Regions from separate parts of the Gossypium hirsutum genome. Here region 1 is linked to region 2. A link is a contact called in public Hi-C data. All regions are on one chromosome and are shown on one strand. Each heading gives the region's core, a stretch centred on a gene start, on an enhancer-like site or on the middle of the called end of the contact. The rest is flanking DNA. Distances are from core to core; before and after follow the strand shown.

What was found. Hi-C and Micro-C count contacts between places; a contact is called where the count stands out from the background.
Region 1: a Hi-C map of leaf shows a contact between it and region 2, with 1.6 times the contacts expected there. The contact joins the enhancer-like site here to the promoter of LOC107958859 in region 2. A contact is called at or near these places in 4 of 34 Hi-C or Micro-C datasets (anther and leaf).

What each region holds. Positions count from the first base shown.
Region 1 is chrA05:4,084,946-4,088,331 of Gossypium_hirsutum_v2.1, reverse strand. No RefSeq gene overlaps it. Among protein-coding and RNA genes, the nearest start is that of LOC107958864, 5.9 kb to the left of the region's middle. Within about 2 kb of position 2,136, at least 2 of the 9 cell types and tissues checked have an H3K27ac peak or open chromatin away from gene starts, as enhancers often do. A contact at or near this core is called in leaf, where this site is marked.
Region 2 is chrA05:4,043,052-4,046,544 of Gossypium_hirsutum_v2.1, reverse strand. It overlaps LOC107958859 (serine/threonine-protein kinase 38-like), which reads left to right and starts at 2,187. Exons shown (of 13, transcript XM_016894760.2): 1 at 2,187-2,549. The coding sequence starts at 2,407.

The DNA of each region.
Region 1 (3,386 bases), core at 887-3,386, 42 kb before region 2:
CTTTTTCTTTTTGATTTGTTAATAATAAAACTAGTCAAAATTTCACCTAATTTTGACTTTTCAACAATTTTGTCTCCCATGGCCGGCCATCACACTTTCAATGGCCTAATTTCACTTTAAATACCCCCAATTTAAGATACAAGGCAATTTAACACCTTTAGGTATTAGAACACAACTTTTACCTCTTACGCGATTTAGTCCTTTTTCGAAATTGGACTAGAAATTGCTAATAATTAACTTACCAAAATTTACATGCACTTATAAAATTATATTATAACACATAAAATAATACTAAAATAATTTTCTCTAGCCTCGAAATAGTGGTCCCAAAACCACTGTTTCGACTAGGCCCAAAATCGGGCTGTTACAATATATAATATATATAACCCACCCAAGTATATAAATAATTAATATATGTAATATTTTTAATGTCTTATTTGTTATTTTCACCTCTATTTAAAGTTTTTAACCATCAAATAAAAGAAAATGAACATTAGCAATGTATTTTTTTATATGTTTTATACTTATTTTAACCAAAAGACAAAAAAATATAAATTTAATTAATTCGGTTAACTGACCAAATTAACCGAAAGATTTCAATTTAGTTAATGTATTTGAAAAAAATTTGATTCGATTAACGGTTAAATGTTTTTATATTTAGGGTTATTCGGTTCGTATATTAACCGAATCGACCATTTTAACACCCCTAAATTGTTTAGTAGCCTATTCATTGCCTATTGTATTGCATTGCTCATTACCTTGTTGGGGCTTAGAGTGTTTTACTTTGTTATAGTTAGACTTGTTCAGGCTTAAAGATTTATTTAAAATTTGAAAGAATTTTAGCAAAAATATTATACTTGAAAAATGAGCTAGGGCAAAAAAATTTGTCTCGTTTAAAATATAGATCTGGCTCAAGTTTGAACATTAAAATTATTAAATATTAAATTTAAAAAATATAAATACAAATATAATTTTAATAAAATAATATAAGTGGGCCTAAAATGAGCTGAATTAGTCATTTGTAAATATGAACGGACTGGATCAAAATTTTAAAATCATATTTTGAGCCGAATCAGACTTAAATAAAAATAAAATATGTTACTGTACCATAAATAACCCTAGTGTGTTTTGAAGTATAGCTTATGTTGCTGCTATTCCTTTGAGTTAAATTTACTTTATTGTAGTTAGAAGAATTTAAGGTTGCTATATTTCCACGAATCCACACTTGTCATTTATGTTTAGGTTCCTTTAACTTTGAATAGACTTGGAATTTGGAGGATCATGGTATGATGTGCGTAATCATAACAACAAAATGAATGAATTGTAAGTTTTACGATCAGCCCTAATTTTTATGTGATTAATTCTTAGACATGTGTACTTAGTAGCCAATTTTCTGAGTTTTACTGGCTCATGATTACATGCTTAGTGTTTATGAGAGCTTTTGATAAAAGGGGTTTGATGGTCCAAATTTAAGTCATAATGCTTGCACATAGAATTCGAGAAGCAGTCTGTTATTCAACAAAGGGGAATTGTGTTCTTCACTAGAAGTGTATACGTAATTCCGCCAGCATGGTCTGGCACTGGTAAAACAGCAACCTTCTACTGAATCTGCTTTGTAATCTTGCTACAGCACAATTATGATTTAGCTCAGTATCAAGCTTTGCTTTTTGCAGAACCCATCCAGAAAGTCATGCGAAGAGAGATTGTGAAGAGCCGCTGTTGTAAAGGCAGTTCACATTGAGAGAGTTGCAGAGAGCACTTGGTGGCGAATAGACATGAATGGTAGTCTTATAGAACGACTTACTTTTACTTGTCGTCCAGGTGGTATTTATAGGAAAAGGAAGGCTAGTCATACACTCATATCCCTCAAGTCTAGGCGTTGTAGTATAGTGAGTGTCAACTTAAGATTTTATTGTACTTCACTTGAAAAAACCAAATGGAGGAACTACTAGAGGTGATACATTCATGGGTACTTGTAGGAGTCTTCTCAATATATATCTTATTTGGATTGTGTCGTCTTAAGAAGGTAGTGTCTGTACGAGGGTGTAAAGAGGTTTAAAGGGTGAAGTTTGTCAGACATGATTGTTATGGGGTTGCATCACCATTATCTAAGCTGAGTTGCCTCAGCTAGACCTTATGGATTTGAGTTTTATGGTATTGGGTCCACCATATTGAATGTGAGGTACAACGTATATATTAGTCCAAGAAAGTGTTTGATAATATCATTACTAATAAAATTAATAAAATTATCCTACACTATTTTATCTGATTATCCATAATTTCATATTCGTTGGATTATTTACACTTTTAACATTAAATATGTATTCATCATTATTATTGATTTGTCCTTAACCAAGTGTAAATAATTTAATAAATAATATATAATTTTGGTCATACTCCATAAGTCATCGAAAAAAATAATTTGGCTGAAAATTAATATACTCAATTTATAACCCATAATCAAAATAAAAAAGAATAATTTTAGATAGGGAATTATGTCTTAATAAATTCAGAATTTCTAATCATTTTTATTTTATTTTAACATCCTATTATCATTTAAAAATTATTGACTTTACTTTTAAATTTTGGCTTTCTTTAAAATAACATGAAATATTTTAAAAAATAAGGATAAACATAAAAAATAAATATTTTTTAAAATTTAAAAATTTATATTTATATTTATTAAATGATCTAATTATATTTTGTATTTAATTTTAAATAATATACCAAACAAATTTTATAACCTTAATTTTTCAGTTTATCAAAAAACACCTTAATTAAAATTGGTATAAATAATTTATAATAAATATTATGTAATTTATTTAAATATTTAATAGGTCAAAATGTACAAAAAAATTATCTTTTATGAATAAAAGTTTCAATTTTTAAAATAAAATATAATTGTAATTTAAAAATATATAGATGTACTAATATAATTTTATAAAATTAAAAACTTAAATTTAAATTATGTATGTGTTTGGAATGGTATTAGCTAATTAGATTTTAGTGTAATTATCCATATAATTACTCCAACTCTTCTCCTTCTCAAAAAATTGAAGAATATAAACACTCAATTCAAGGAAATTCACTAATTATAATAATTATAGAAACAAGCCACACATATATATAATTATAATCACACTCAAATCATAAAATGCTTTTACAATCGCATCCAAAAATTAAAATTTCGTTTGGATTATATTAACATGTAATAATACTATTCATGTTTGGGTTAATTTAATAATTACACTCCCAAAATCTACTTAAATTTTTTCGAATTAATAAGCAATATATTAGTTTTTTGGGGGACTAGATGCTTTCTTAGAAAAAAATAAATTAATATATGTTCCTCAATATATACATATGAAATTCTGAGCGTACGTACC
Region 2 (3,493 bases), core at 938-3,437:
GGTTTTGCTTTTAAGTCCTAATTGCTTCATCTATCGTGTTGAGTACAGTGATGATATATATTTTAATTTTCTATGAAAATAGTAAAGAAATAATTATGAATTTAAAAAGATATTTAGTCTTCATGGAATAATTTACTTTTTGTGGTTAAAAATTGGGATTTCAAGGGCAAATAAATATACTAAAGATCAATTTATATGACAAAAGCTTTATAACTAAAATTAACATTAATTTTCAAGACATTAAAAAGCTTCAAGGAGAGTTACAGTGTAGTCTAAGCAATTTTCACTACCTCGTATTTGAAACTAAAATTGCAGCTATTGTTCTTCTTACACTGCAAAAAGTATTAGATTGATTGCACAAAGGCAACCACAGACAGGGCTTTTTTTCTTCTGAAAACTTGCCCACTCCACCAAATGGAACAGCTGTCTTTTTTAGAGCTGCTGCTAAACTGCCTGTCCTAAATGCTGTCAAACATGAAAGGAAGATAAAACAATTTCATTTCCCCCCACTCTTTGTTTACAATTTTTTATTTCTCTCATGTCACCCACCTTTAGAAGATGTACAACTTCAATGATTTTCTCATCTGTAAACAAAAACACTGAAATACTACAAAAGTGACCCATTAATGTGGGATGTCATCACATGACCGAGAACTGTCATTGTCCAATAAAAAATGGACAAGTTGAGAGACCCAGGTGAACTGGGTTTTTTTTTTGGAGTACTGAATCATTTGGTCTAATTATGGTACAACTCACCACACATGAGATATACATATCATATATGAGTTCTATGGCAGAGTGTTGCTGGTTTAACAGCTAGATTTCACTGTGAAAATTTATTATTTTTTAAGACAATATTGCCTGCATAGATACAGGTAATCTTTCCTACCCTCACATGTCCAAAAAGTACATCTCATTTAGAATCCTAGATTACCGATATTAGATTTTACCGGTTTCTGTGTTACTTAATTATTGTATCATATATGTTCTCTTTTAGTCAAGTCACCATAATTTTAACTCTAATTTATTGATTAATACAAAAAATATATGTATTAAACATAACAACTTATTTTTCTTTTTAATTAAATTAAAATATTAGGAGAGGAGTGTTTGACTGCAGCTTTAATTACTATGTTACCTTATTGTACTCAATGATTTAATACTTATATATTTATACCATAATCAGTTATTTTAAATATCTAGTTAACACAGTATTAACATTAATTAATAAAAAAAAGTAATTTTCGAAGCTCCCCTTTTTAACTATTGGATTTTTAATTTTTTTTCAGTAAAAATTATTCACTATCAAAATATTTATTGCTTTTATTAACAAGTCCCCTTAAGTTAAATAAAATTATAATATTCTACATAAATGAAAACACGAATTAATTATAAAAATTCATTGAAATAAATAATTACACAAATCAATTAAATTAAATATGTCTAGAGTTGTAAGTTCTAAAGCATAGAAATCATCAAACTATTGTATTTGGTAAATATTCTTATAAATAATAATTTAAGTGAAGAATCCATGATTTTTTTACGACCTTTATAATCTTTAAAGGGAAATAATAATATTGTTACTATATATATAAAAATATAAAAGACAGCAGCATGTTAAGGTTGTCGTAAGATTTCAGTATATGAATTTCTTTTGTTACAACTAAGATCAAAGGGAACAAACAATAATGCAAACAGTGAGTTTCTGTGTGAGCATTAATACAATAGATCAACCCGTTTTTTTAAGCAGCAAAATACAGCCAATCACTGACCAGATAATTAAAAAAAAAGAAACACACAAAAACCCACATTGTATTCGAGGCGAGTGAGCGGCACTGTCCAATCACAACCCAGAACCCAGTGGGCCCGATTGTAGCTTTCTTGTCCTAAAATGTGTTAAATAATCATTTATGACCGGAAAACTACACCTCTCTCCACCACATCTCGAAGGGAATTCACGCTTTCATCGCCGCGCGTGAGAGTTTCTTTCCCCCCATTCCTACGCTGACAACACTCGCTAAATTTATTGCTTAAAAATAAAATAAAAACATATCCTCCACTGCTCCCAGTCCCACCCTGAACCCGCTCCAAAACAAGAATCAACACACAGCCATGATGGTATCTATCCACGTGGATGATTTTTATTGAGTATAAACAGCAAAGGATGGTGAGAGTGGAAGTAGAAGATTCAGAGGAAAATCAGTGAAAGAGCTCTCTGTTTTCTCTTCCATCATCTCTCTTCGTTGGCTGTTGCAGTAAATCAAAAAGTTTTTATCTTTCTTTAAGTAAAGAGATATACAGAAAAAAGTTGAAAGCTTTTAGAAGAGGAAATATATAAATATATATACTGAGAGAGAGAGAGAGAGAAAGACGGAGAACGGGAGATTTTAGAGGGAGAGAGGGGAAATGGAGGGTATAGAGGAAGAAGAGAGTGGAGAAGAGGAGGTGTTAGGGTCAAGCTTGACGATGGAGAAAGTGGCTGCTGCTAAACAGTTTATCGAGAATCATTATAGAGCTCAGATGAAGAATATTCAAGAACGCAAAGAAAGGTATTGTTTTACTTAAACAAAAAAATTGCAGTTTCTTTCTCTTTTTTTTTTTTGCATTCTTTACGATCTTTGTTTTGTTGCTGTGAAATCAAAAAAGAGAAAGCTAGGAACTTGTGATGATAGATTAGAGCATTTTTGTTGGTGGAATCAATGAACTTTGTAGTCAGCTGAACCTAATTTCAATTGCTTCTTCTTTTTAATTCAATTTTCCGGTTTTGAGCTGATGAGTCTGGTGTTTGCTTTGCTTTACTATGTATGAGGCTTAGTTTTTTTTTTTCCCCTTTGTTAGTATTTGGGGAGTGGATTAATGTCAACCTAGGTTTCCATGATAGGAAATTGGGGCAGTTAATAGGAGCATTTAGCAGTTTCCCCAAATCAGGTAATTTTTCGAAAAATGGATTTCGAAGTATCAGGAAAAGAAAATTGTGTTATGTATTCTCCTTTGCTTTTCTCATCAATTAATGGTATGTGCTTATTAAAACTGATCTGGTGCATGGTTTAGTTATAATGCAAAGTTGCTCCAGTAAGAAGCTTCTATTTAATGTCTTTTACAGTTCTCTTTGAGTTGATAATTTTGATGATCCAAACTTCTCCTTATACCATTGATATTTTGTAGTTGAAGCCCCAAACTAGCTCCCTTGGAACAAAAGAAACTACAATCACCTCAAAGGGAACTCCTGTTACTTGTGTCCTTAGGAGATAAAAAATGTTAAAAGCAAAGTTTTTATTTTGGAAAATATGGAAAATTTAGGGCTAATATAAATGACTTATCATGAGGTACAAATGCAGTGCTGTCCAACACATATTTGATTAAGACAATGAAGGAAAGCATGTTTTGCTTCATTGATCTACACGGTATGCAGATGTTATTTGTAGAAAACTGATAGATTTGGATTGGTTCATACCAATTCACCACAACCATGACATCAGGTTATCTTTTTCTT